2 separate regions of the Zea mays genome follow, and region 1 is linked to region 2. A link is a contact called in public Hi-C data. All regions are on one chromosome and are shown on one strand. Each heading gives the region's core, a stretch centred on a gene start, on an enhancer-like site or on the middle of the called end of the contact. The rest is flanking DNA. Distances are from core to core; before and after follow the strand shown. Region 1 overlaps LOC100274180 (Ubiquitin carboxyl-terminal hydrolase-related protein). Region 2 has its middle 9.9 kb from the start of LOC100382452.

Evidence for each region. Hi-C and Micro-C count contacts between places; a contact is called where the count stands out from the background.
Region 1: a Hi-C map of root tip shows a contact between it and region 2, with 2.2 times the contacts expected there. The contact joins two enhancer-like sites. A contact is called at or near these places in 9 of 25 Hi-C or Micro-C datasets (bundle sheath, ear, endosperm and 4 more).

The regions. Positions count from the first base shown.
Region 1 is chr1:13,904,877-13,911,188 of Zm-B73-REFERENCE-NAM-5.0, forward strand. LOC100274180 (Ubiquitin carboxyl-terminal hydrolase-related protein) reads right to left here. Exons shown (of 13, transcript NM_001360559.1): 7 at 5,635-5,750; 8 at 5,346-5,555; 9 at 4,956-5,228; 10 at 4,686-4,833; 11 at 4,223-4,356; 12 at 3,438-3,518; 13 at 2,637-3,351. The coding sequence ends at 3,265. Among protein-coding and RNA genes, the nearest start is that of LOC100274180, 17 kb to the right of the region's middle. Within about 2 kb of position 2,710, at least 3 of the 20 cell types and tissues checked have an H3K27ac peak or open chromatin away from gene starts, as enhancers often do. A contact at or near this core is called in root tip, where this site is marked.
Region 2 is chr1:13,792,775-13,798,730 of Zm-B73-REFERENCE-NAM-5.0, forward strand. No RefSeq gene overlaps it. Among protein-coding and RNA genes, the nearest start is that of LOC100382452, 9.9 kb to the right of the region's middle. Within about 2 kb of position 1,912, at least 15 of the 20 cell types and tissues checked have an H3K27ac peak or open chromatin away from gene starts, as enhancers often do. A contact at or near this core is called in root tip, where this site is marked.

The DNA of each region.
Region 1 (6,312 bases), core at 1,460-3,959, 110 kb after region 2:
CCAATAAAAGAGCAGATGACGCCGAAGGCCCTCTGGCATTCTTCGGCAGCTCCATTCATTTCCACCTTCGGCCTCCGAAGGCCGAAGCTTTGCCAAATAGGACGCATAATTATACCTTTGATATCTTCTCGTGCTGATAGGTCATTCTTCACATAAAACCATTCTGTCATCCAATCCCCGGGCCATCTCTTCCGAAAGGTTGGTACGGGACAGCTTGCCCCGGACCGAGAGACGAAACTGTAGCAGCCAAAGTTATTATGGTACTGTTCTTTGCCCCAAGGCTTTGTTTCATATAATAATTCGTGTATATTACAGAAGCTTCTTGCATCAGGCTTCAGACCTTGGCTTCTCGCGGCCCACACGAAGATATTTAGCCTTATAATTGCCTCGGGAGTAAGTTGATGAAGATAGACTTCGAAAATTTTCAACACCTCCACGACGAAGCTACTCAAGGGAAATCGTAGCCCAGCTTTCAGAAAGCTTCGGTATACTACGACTTCATTTTCTTCAGGGTGTGGACAAGTCTTCTCTCCTTCATCGGCCCTCACAATGGACAAATCCCGAAAATACCTTCCTCTCATGTTGACAAGATGATTCTCTTTGATAGTTGATTTACCATAAACTGAATGGCTTGGTCGCCAGGGACGATCTTCGGAGTCTTCGCTACCGCTGTCCACATCATAATTGTCACTGTCACCAGTATCCTCAGACAAGCCTTCCAGAATTTCCTTGGTAATTTTTTCCGTGTTTGTCTTCGACATCGCTATAAGAAACCCCAAGTTTTTCTCCTCATCAAGAGTCAGCTTCGTCTCACCAGCAGTTTTCTTTTTCTCTTCATCAAGAGACAGCTTCGTCTCAGCAACAGCTCTCTTGTTTCCAGACATCTTCGGAAATACTAAAAAACTGTTTTCAAAGCCGAAGCTTTAAAATTAAAGACTCAGGGAATCTTAGCGCGCAAAAGCTAAAAATCGAGCGAGCGAGAGCAAGTGACAAGAGAGCGTACCAAATGAGCTCGCGGTATGCTCTTATTTATACGCTCGGTGCGGTAAAAATGGAAAGACCCCGCCTGTCAGTGAATGTTGCTATTCTAGCAAAGGGAAGGTGTTTTTTCGGACCTTCGGCTTAAAGCCTTCGTCCATGTCGCAATCTAAATTTATTATTTTAACAAATTAATATTGCGAGGGGCTACTGTTGGGGGCCTTCGGCTTCCGAAGGTCCTCAAAAACATGATTTAACAGTGTTTCTAGAGTATAATGTGTGAGCAGGTATCTTCGGACTCGTATCAGAGAGGGAGAAGCTCAAAAGATACGAAGGTTGACACAGCGCCGAAGCTGTGAAGCAGGAAAGCTTCGGCATGTTCGCAGAAAAGGGAACCGACTTGAAGATGAAAAGGCCATTTAGACCTCGATAGATTACTACAGAATTACCACCAAATGTAAAGGGCATGTATGTAATTTTGTATGGGTTGTACCCCGTGCCTATAAATAGGTGAACAGTACCCCCGTACTGTTCACGCTGATTTGGTGTTCACTTTTGCGTCACGCTTGTACTTTCATTTCCTTCAAATTGGAGGTATATCTGTAATTCAATGTTATTTTTATTCATATATAATGATGATATATGATGATCTACATAATTTTTTATGTTTCTTGTAATTTATTCTTCGTCAATATGTAACGCATTTATAAAGGTTCGCCCTTTGTGACCTTCGTCCGAAAATCATTATATCCCAAGGGAAATAATGCTTCGTAGGACGAAGGACTTAACCGATTAACATTTTCTATGTTGCCTTGTTCTTGAAGCATTTGAGAACAAGTCTCCAACAGGACTATTCAAAAGCGAAAGTGTTGCATACGCTTAACATCGTGTCGGGCTTAGGGATGGCAATAGGTACGAGTATGGGTAAATAACCGCGGATAATTATCCATTGGATATGGGTATAGTGGAATTTGATATCCGCGGGTACGGTTATGGATATAATAAGGTATCCACGGATATTTTTTTCGCGGGTATGGATATCCAGTATCCATACCTGTTACCCAATAAATATCTAACATGTGGGTCATCCGAATTTATATATTATCATAAACTCTTATTTTTCAATTTTTATCCATGACATGTTGTTTGATACTGAAATTATCATTTAATGTTATTAGAATGATAACTATTTTGAAATATAATAAAATTATTGTTTGATGTTTAATGCTAAAATTGTAGTGGACGGGCGAGTAACAGGTATTCACTGGATAGCGGATACCCGACGGGTACGAATATGGATACAGATCCATACCCACGAACGCTTATAGGTACAGATATGGGTTAAGTTTTATCTCGCGGGTATGGATTCACGAACTATGTATCCGTGTACTACCTGCTCGATTGTCGTCCCTAGTCAGGCTTATATTCTCTCACGATCCATCTAAAAGTTAACGTCAACGGCCCACGTCACTTAAAGACACATAATGAATCATAAAACTACTGTTTTAATATAAGTAGAGATAAGAGAATTGAAAAAAAAATCGGCATAAAACGACTTACCACTCTGAGTCTTTTGTCACTTCAACGGTTTCTTTTATATCTTAGGCGCGCAATCTTTAGCTAAATAAAAAAAATAAGAATTTAACTATAAAAACAGTAGTGATAAGGAGTCTGGTATTCATCGCTATACTCATCTCACATAATCTCATCGAGTCCCTGTTTACATAGACTCGTGTACTACAGATTTCTCAAAGTCTACCGTATTCCAGATATCGTTCCTCTTTTCAAACAGTACTCCACAGATACACACCGCACCAACAATTCCATTTCCTTCCATTCTCTAAACCTTCTGGCCTCAAAACAGTCACACTCCTATACCTGTCACCTCATTGTAAGCACAAAATTCTATACATAACTGGTGCATAATGAAGAGCTTTAGGCAGATCCGGCTAGAATTGTTGGATGGCAGTTCATGTCGAATGCGTCCCCACCAACTTGATCGGCAGTGAAATCTCATTGGCAGATGAAGGATCCGAAGTTCAGCAAGTATACCAAAGGTTAAAAAAACAGAGGGGTAAACAGCTCTCCTTTAATCCTCAGGTGACTACTTATTACGAGGGGCTCGACCAAAGCTCAGAGACCAACGCAGCTGTTGAATTTGCTACTCTATACCCCCGCTCAAAACGAATTTGCTACTCTATTTCTAATCTTCACGGCCACAGGTAAAAACCCTATATTTGAGGGCATGTTAACCACTGCACAACACTTTACGACTCTGAAGAATGATTAATTTGCAGACTCAAAGAAAAGCACTTGGGGTTGCAAGTGACCCTTTTCACACATCACGAGCACATCACCCCAACTACCTACAACCTGCACAAATAACATGGAACCAAAATTGGGCCACATTAGTACGAACAGTAAAAAGGATGCTCAAAGTAGTATGGTTATTGGGTTACCTTGACTGTCTGGTCATCATACATGACCCATCGTCCATCCTTGAAGGCAAAACAATGATAATGCTGGCCATAGTAACAAACCTGCAGGAGTAAAAAAGCAATAATGTTATATATCTAATGCTCCTTGCATCGACAGACAGATGCCAAGCACCAGCTTTAGATAAAAGACTATGTAAAGACATGATGTTTACTTCAAAATGCAACACACCTTTACTGTAAATCCATTATATGGAGAAAATATGTCATTTGGTAGGTATAGTAATGAAGCTAAATGGGAAAAAAAATTGACAACAAATGGAAAGATTGACAATAATGTTACACCTTTTTTACCACAATCAGCAATAACAATACAGTCACATTAACGTTATATGCAGCTGAACTCAATTTGCTATCCGCCTTAAATATATTCAACCTGCTTCGTATCCTATCAGCTCCCAGTTTACGAAATTACTGAAAGCAAGCTCCCAAATCAGCTGATGACATAATACTAACAAGTGACAACACAATGAGCTCCCTGGAAAAAGAAACAAATAGTATCCCAAGCTGGAGACATCATTTTATTCTCAAACTGGAGTTATTTTGGTAGTTCCCTAAACCTGTTCAAAAGTCTAGCCGGGCCTGCAAAAAGCACAGGCCAGCTGCATATGGTTTTGCTGCTGCATAAGTAGTATAAATACACATACCAGAAGAAGATAATTTTGAGATTTAAGAAAACTACAATCAACAAAACCATCCACACATTCAAGAATGAGATAAAATAAAACAAAGGGTCTCCTTGGCCATACCACTGACACCAGGGTGTGTTTGCTTCCTTGATCTAGGCCACGGTAGAATATGCTAATGTCTATCTCAGTTGAAATACCAGCCAAAGTTGCAGATATGTCATCCACATTCTCTTTGTTGTTCTGCCATCCCAAAACTAAAACGAAAGTTCAATAGGTAAGTAGAGGAGAATGCCAACAAATGATCTCACCAAACATAGAACATGGAAGTGTTAGTGCAGGATCACCCCCTCACAAGGCTGTAACGTGCCAAAAAGCAAAGTAGATCACAATTGCTCAATTGAAGATGGTCGACTAAGAGAATACAGCAACCTATCCTACACGATTATAGGAATAATAAAACATATAAAGCATTCTAAGAGAATACTGTGAGGTCAAATATTCATCAAACAACAGCAAGACTGGACATGAAAGTACATGCAAAATAATTGCAGCCTGAAATATCCAAGAGCCAAAAAAGGCTTACCAACTGTAAAGACATGTGGGGGAGTAGAAAGGATGTGGTGTATGTGATTCGGTTTTCCACAGCCGCCAACGTCTTGATCACAAGCTAGTTGATCATTCATTATGACAACCTTCAAAAGTTCATCAAATGAAGAATCTGGACACATCATCTGAAGAAGGAATAGTTAGCGAAACCAGAAACTATCATGATTGCACTATAAAATAAACCGCATATAACACAAATAAAAATAGGGAACATATAATGAGATTCAACCAAACAAAGAAAACTAACCTTCGCGGTTCGGAGTGAACTAGCATTAATATTGTGGAAAAATGAAGTATATTTGAGCCGCCGAGACTCCATCTTGCAATTGTGACAGTTCATCCGTTCATATACGTCCATCCCAAAAAGACTATGTGCTATGCAAGAAATATTTGCACAATCCCATGATCCAATAGAATTCTTCTCATGAGGTTTACCATGGCAGACAGTACGCGAAGTGTATGACTTATGCAAACACTCAAAGATTACACCCAGTACCTCAGATGCATCATTCATCTGGCCCTGCCATGATCATAAAAATGATTATAGCCAAGGAACATATATATAAGAATCTGGATGCTAAAATGTTGAAAGAACATACATAAAGCCTTAAATTATCAAGAGAGGACATTGATTTACCTCCTGAAAGAATTTGCTGTTCGGGTAGGATTTGCTCAAAGCGATCCTCAATGAAGTAGGCGCAACAGCTTCTCCGTGTCCCTTGGCTGCTTTGCTCAGGTCAATGAAGATACCATATAAAGCGCAGACAGCACAAGGATCTTCAACATGCTTGTGCAGTGATGATGTTTTAAGGAACTCGTCCCGAAACCGCCTTATATGCCATAATGACTGCAAATAGAAGAACGGTAGGTAAACAGAGACCGATTGCCTAATCATAGAGAATAGCACATTATGAATCTAAGCTTACCTGAATAATCACATTCAAGAAACAATTGTATTCACCAGCGGCATTTTTAAGGCCAGTGCCATACACTTCTGTTTCATTTGAAGTGCTTATTGTACCAGCAGGATAAGCATCGTATCCTTAAATGATAGGACTTAAGTGAGAAATCATCGAAATTCCTTAAAACAAAATTAATATCATTGCCAGAAACCTCTAGTCAATGTAAATACAGAGAAAGAAGACAGTAAACGGACAATCATCATAACATCACATCATCATATATACTTAATGATCTCTCATCATATACAATAGTTTTGAAATCCCTTTGTATATAAGGGTGATGAAGTGGTAACTGTTAGAGTGGATGCTAACCAGATCAACCAAAAGCTTAAGCTGATGGGAGAAGGTAGTCAATCAATCCACACTTCAACACCCTCACTCACGTGCAGCCAAAGAGAAAGGCACAAACGCAGCCAGAGAGAAAGACATAAACGTGAAAATAAATGGATGGAGTCACAAATAAAGTCTCTGCCAGGATTCAAACTCGAGACCTCTGGCTTTGATACCAAATTAAAGTGGACGCACTAAGAGCAACTCTAGTAGTTCTCTAAACAACTCTCTAAATATTAGATTTAAGAAGTAAACAGAAAAACACTTCTCCAATAGTTCTTCAAATGAACTTGCTAAATTTAATTACTTGCT
Region 2 (5,956 bases), core at 662-3,161:
TCCATCGCATCGATGTCGACAACAACATCCACATTGTGATCCTCAAGTGCATGCTCCACCGCCTCAGCGATAGGATCAAGATCCATCTAGGGATTTTGAGCGGCTCCTCCACGGCGTCACCGGCTCCTCAATGGCCTTCAAATCATAGAAAAGCAAGAACAAATGAAAATAAAAAACAAGCAGGAGCACCACATAAGCATGAGCACCAAAAAAGTCATTGTCGACGGGCACCAGTTTAGGGTTAAGAGTTAAGACAGATCCGACTTACGGTTTCGACGGTGACACAACCGACAAGAACGCCGGAGCAAGAGGAAAGATCGCCGAAGTTAGAGTCGGAGCTGTTCAATCGAGGGAACACCGGAGTAAGAGGAGAGGGACGAGCGACGGTGCCAGAGAGCTGGGAATGGGAGGGCGTGTGACTAGGGTTGGCAGCGGGTCGGATTTTGTTCGGGTATAATAATATCCGACCCGAAATTGTACCCGAGACTTCTATAAATATCCATACCCACCAAGCTAATCGGGCGAGAAACTGTACCCGTACCCATGCCCATCGGGTATCCACTAGGTATCGGGTATCCAATGGATATGTTATTGTAGACTAAATAACATTCGAGCAGTGTTATAATAAATACATAAAATATTTTAGTTTCCATCTAAGCACCAATGCAACACGAGAACGAACTTCGATACAATATCTCAACTCATAATTATCACATCCAATAGATTTAAATTCGAGTACAGAAAATAAAAACTTAATGAGTTCATGACAGTTGTCAGTCATAACATTGTCAATATCTCATTAGTCTCGATTACATTACAGTTGACTGTTAACACAACACAAATTAATATTCATTAATCAACAACGCATGCGGGTGAGTTTTTCTAGTGGATGTAGCACATTTAAAGAGGTATATTGATATCTCGGGTATCCACTGGATACCCGTGGGTAAAGTATTTTACTCATACCCAACCCGATAGGACCCGTGGGTGAGTTTTTCTACCTGTATCCATATCCACCGGGCACGAAACCCGCGGTTATCCATACCCACGAGTCCTACTGCCATCCCTACGTGTGACTGACGGTGTAAAGCCGAGGAGGCAAGGATCGAGATATTTTGTCTCCCTCCCGAACGGGCCGTGAATGAGTCGGTGGCTAAACGGGTCGTACTCGGGCCTAGCACGCTGTGCCACACATGCGGTCCAAGCACGACATAGCTCGCGTGTCGGGCCGAGCCGGCACGAGCTTGTTAGCCACCGTGCCAGGCCGGGTGCGTGTCGAGCCATGTTCGTGCTGGGCTCCGGGCCGCATGACTGGCCCGACCCGTTTGGACAACACTAAGAGTGTCCCATTTATTGGTCCCTCTCTCCAACAATGAACTTTGACCCTTCCTCCAACAACACCTTCCATTGATCTTCTCTCGGCAGAGTCTCCAGCACACGCGGGACGGGATCTATTGCCGGCCACATGTCTTTGTTCCTCAGATCAGAATCTGATAGGTGTTGAGTAGATCAGAATCTACTGCTCTGAAGACGAAGAGGTTGAGACGCTCCACGCCGCCTAGGTAGAAATGTGAAGGTCACGTGCCTTGTTTCTGAAGAAACAAACAAAGCACGCACGCGCGCGCGCCCTAACAAGATTTAGTTACAGGCGTCCCATCAGACTGAACGGAGGAACCTGACCAGCTGCGGCGCATGCATCTGGTTCGGATGGATGGATGGATGACCCTCCTATTGCCACCCGACGCCATTGTCGGATCCTGACGTCTCTCTCTCTCTCTCTGCTCGCTGTCTTTTTCCGGGAAGGCGCCGGTGCAGAGAAGTTTCTGATCATGGCCCGCGCGCCTTCGTGGGAAGGGATGGGGACTATGGGAGTGGGAGAGAAACGCTGTTGCTGTTGGGTAACAGGCGACGAACTGCCCCGGCCGTGCTCTCAGTCCCGGCGCTGTGGAGGAGCAGTCCGCGGAAGGGGCGCTCGCTGTCTGGGATCCGATCATATTGACGACGACACAGGTGGCGGCTTCACGCAACGCAACTCGAGACGAGCGGGACAAGGCTTCGTGTTTCCTGGCCTGCTGGCCTGGCCTGCGCGAAAGTGTCTGAATCTTCCCTGGAGCGGTTAACAAATACTCCCTCCGTTTCTTTTTATTAGTCGCTGGATAGTGCAATTTTGCACTATCCAGCGACTAATAAAAAGAAACGGAGGGAGTAGCAGCATCTGAATAGCATAACATGTACACAGCTGAGCTCATGCATAGCTAGCTATTAAGCTGCCAATTCAACCTAAAAATTTAAGTTGATGGGAAGGGAGCGGACAATTTAATTATATTATATTATATTCTAACAATAACAACCGATGATGATGATGTCCCTTCATCCGTTGTTCAATTAGCGGCGACCAGTGCAGTCGAGAAGACAAGAAAAGAAAAGAAAAAGAAATTGCTAGTTGGGATCGCGTTCTGAAAATTTAAAAAATCGGCGGCTCTACCAAACGAGGACAAAAGAAGAATTTTTCTTGTCAGGTCACGTGAAACGCGCGCAGGAAGGGAAAGGGATATGGTGATGCCATGGATCGGCGGCTCATGGATGGGCAGCACAGCAGCCCAGCCAGCACAGCAGGCACATTGTCACTGTCACCAAACCCGTCTCAACGCCCGCGTCACACCTCACCATTTGATTGATTAATTCCCCCCTTTTCCCCATTATCCCAGAAACCATTATTGTTTTCTCTTGCGTGTACCAAAAAAAAAAAGATGGTGGTGGTGATGATGAAGCTTCAAGCATCTAGATCGAGTATCGTTGATTCATCCGTTCATCGGTGGCTACCAATGAGCGAGGCAATGATTGGTTTGGTTCCATTCCATTCCATTCCAAATTGGTCAGGTCAGCTGCTCTGACTGAACCCAAAGTCTGAAAACCGCATTCACCGCCCGCCTCAGGTACGGTTAGGTTCGGTTCGGATAAAACATTGACCCTAGCAGGCCTCAGACCTGCGGAGTACGCAGCTACCATTCACTGATGCTGTGTGGGTGTGGCAGTGCCGGGTTCATGCGCCATATATACATCCATTTCGAGTGAACCGTCACAGAGTTTCAGACAAAGTAAAAAAAAAAAAAATCAGCTGGCCTTACACAGCAGCAGGAGAGAGACAATATTAATATAGTAGTAAGCCATGCATGCACCGCGCTAGCTCGCCCTCTCTGTGCACCGGCCGGCGAACGTGCCGTGACCGGGACCGGGAGGGATGGGTCCCCAGTCCAGACGCTAGGCCCAGAACCGAAACCAAAACAAAGAGTATACATCTCACGCGGCTAGCAGCGTCGGCGTCGCTCTTTCGGTAGTCGTGCAGAGGGAATGGACGATGCAGGAGGCAAGGGGAGGAGCACCGCAAATGCAACGAAACATGGGGACGGACGGACACGGACAGCCCATGTGAGGAGCTGTCGGCGTGGGGGGTACGGTGCAGGGGAGGGGAGGCGGATTGCCGTGCATTCGTCGGCGGGGACCTCGTCCGGCCGCGGATGCTGGGGGCGTAGTGGGCGGCAGCGGCGGCCAGGGTTTAGGCTGGAATTTCCTCTTTTAACAAAATGAAATAACATTTTTTGAAATGAAATTTGTATTTGTTTGCAAGAAATTCTAAATTTTAAAATGTGTCCCCTGAAAACATAAATAACTTATATGCCCTTCCAAGAAAGAAAAGGGGAAATAAGGAAAGACGGCAAATACATAAATCTTATGATATCATGCATGTTACTAAAAAAAAAGCTAAAAAAATTTTGTGGTCAGTATTTGATCGGATGGACTAGCAAACGTTGCAGTCAAATATAAGACTACTTTTACGAGATACCTTTTTCTCAAGAGGATAAAGGTGTGTTAAGTTTGTCTTTTGATTTTGGCTTTTTGCCTTCTAAAGCTAAACAAGAGATAGTGTTCAGAAAACGGTTTTTTCTAAAATAAGACTCTCTGGTAGTACAAAACTGAAAGCACTTTTTGACCTGCTTTTACTGATTTTCGGATGGAACTATGAAAATATATATGGAATAACTTTTAGTGGCTTTAAGTGATTTCCACCGGTTGGTTTTTAGCTTTCTAACGCCTCACATCCTATATAAGTTTTTTTCATAGCTTACAGTTCACAATAACTTTTTTTCACATGCACAACGATATAGACCTGTACCCTCTATCCGGCGGTGAGAATCAGTCTATAAAAAAAATAACATTTACATCCCTACCGCTCCACCGAGCGACAACACCCATAGATAGATGTAAGGATTTAGAGGAGATAATTGGATTTTTGTCACTCACAATGTTGTCTTCTTATTATAATCTATGAATTTTCGATTATTTTTTAAAAAAATGTAAAAAGGAAAAAGATACACGTGTCGTGTGCTGTAGTTGTGCCTGATAGAAATATAGGTCCTGGCTGGCCACTGATCGTGGTCTGTGGAATAGGATGGAGTGGCAAGAGGCCTGGCCATTGATCTTGGGCCCCGTCGGCCTCAGTTGCAGAGACGGCATTTAAACAGGGCGATGGGCTTAATGGGCGGCCCATCTCTGAGGGCCCTCGGCTGCCCGTACGGTTGGGACTTGGGTCCGGAATCCGGATGCTGACCAGCAGCAGCCGGAGCTCGAGCGGTGCCTCGGAGGGGAGTTTATTGGAACCGCAGTGTCCCCAACAACGGGCTTCAGAAAAATGTTATCTCCAACATTGTAATTGGACTTTCGGTATTATAACAGTCTTTCCTTTGGTATTTCAGTATTCTGCACAGACTTAACCGTTGTCCACGTTCATCAACGACTAATCACCCGCAATCCTCCCTTGTTCAACTGAAAGACCCCGTTTCGCAAGACGCTTGGAGCAGACTTCGTCACATGCTCCAGATTCCCACAACAATGGCGACCGCGCTTTCCAAATCCCCCATCAAATCCCACCCTAGCTCGCCCACCACAACGCACATCCATCGCCGAACCCCGGCTTCAACGCCGCGTCGGCTGGCGGAGGGGCGGCGCCTCCGCCGCCGTTGTCGAGTGTTTGGAACGCGACTTCCCTTTCAGGAAACAGCCACCGACTCGCCGCGGCTGGCTGGGTGCGTGCGTGCTTGCCCAGATGCTGGCCTGCCGCTGACCATTTCGCGTGCCTAGATCAGAAGGTTGAAGGCTTCAACTTTCGAAAACCAAGCAAGTTCGAATCAGATGGATGCTCCAACATCAGATGAAAGCATCGGCAGGTCAAATCGAACCATGCCGGACAAGCAGCCACGCGCGCCTACGTCCACCAGATCACAGCACGGCGATGACGACGCCGCCGGGAGCGCGCTGTGCTGCTAGCTGGAGAGCACCCGGGCATCTCCACCAAAAGCACGCCCAGATCCAGCAAGAGCACAGGACTAGCGTTAGGATTGCAAGAATGACCAACCATATAATATCTCCTTACATTGCAAGAGAAGGTTACAGCAGGACAACTACTACTAGCACACTACTAGCGGCAGGATTACAACTAGAGGAGGCGGTGGCAATAACACAGCAAGCAACGGGAGGGGGAACAGAGCAACTAGCCTAGCACGGACACGGACTATTAACTCGCCTTGTTCGAACCGACGAGCTACTACTTAGCCGGGAAAACTTAGCATAGATCCAGACGGACGGATCTGTCTGGGGCTCAGATCATGCCGCACGTCCAGCGAATCGGGCCCCCTCTCCTTTCGCCGCCTTTGGGAGCGGCGTCTCGGGGGGCGGCGCGGTTGCTAGCCAAGTCAGGCGTACACGACGCTGGAGGAGAGCGCCATGAGCAGGATGGCCGCGCGCTCCTCCTCGCCCAGGCGGCGCCTCCGCCGCATCCGCCGCCGCTGCTTCAGCACCACCTTGTCGAACCCCACCGCGCGGAGCTCCACGGTGACCTCGTCCGCCTCCTTGTTCCGCTCCCGCTCCCTCTCCCGCTTGGAGGAGGCGGCGGCCGCCG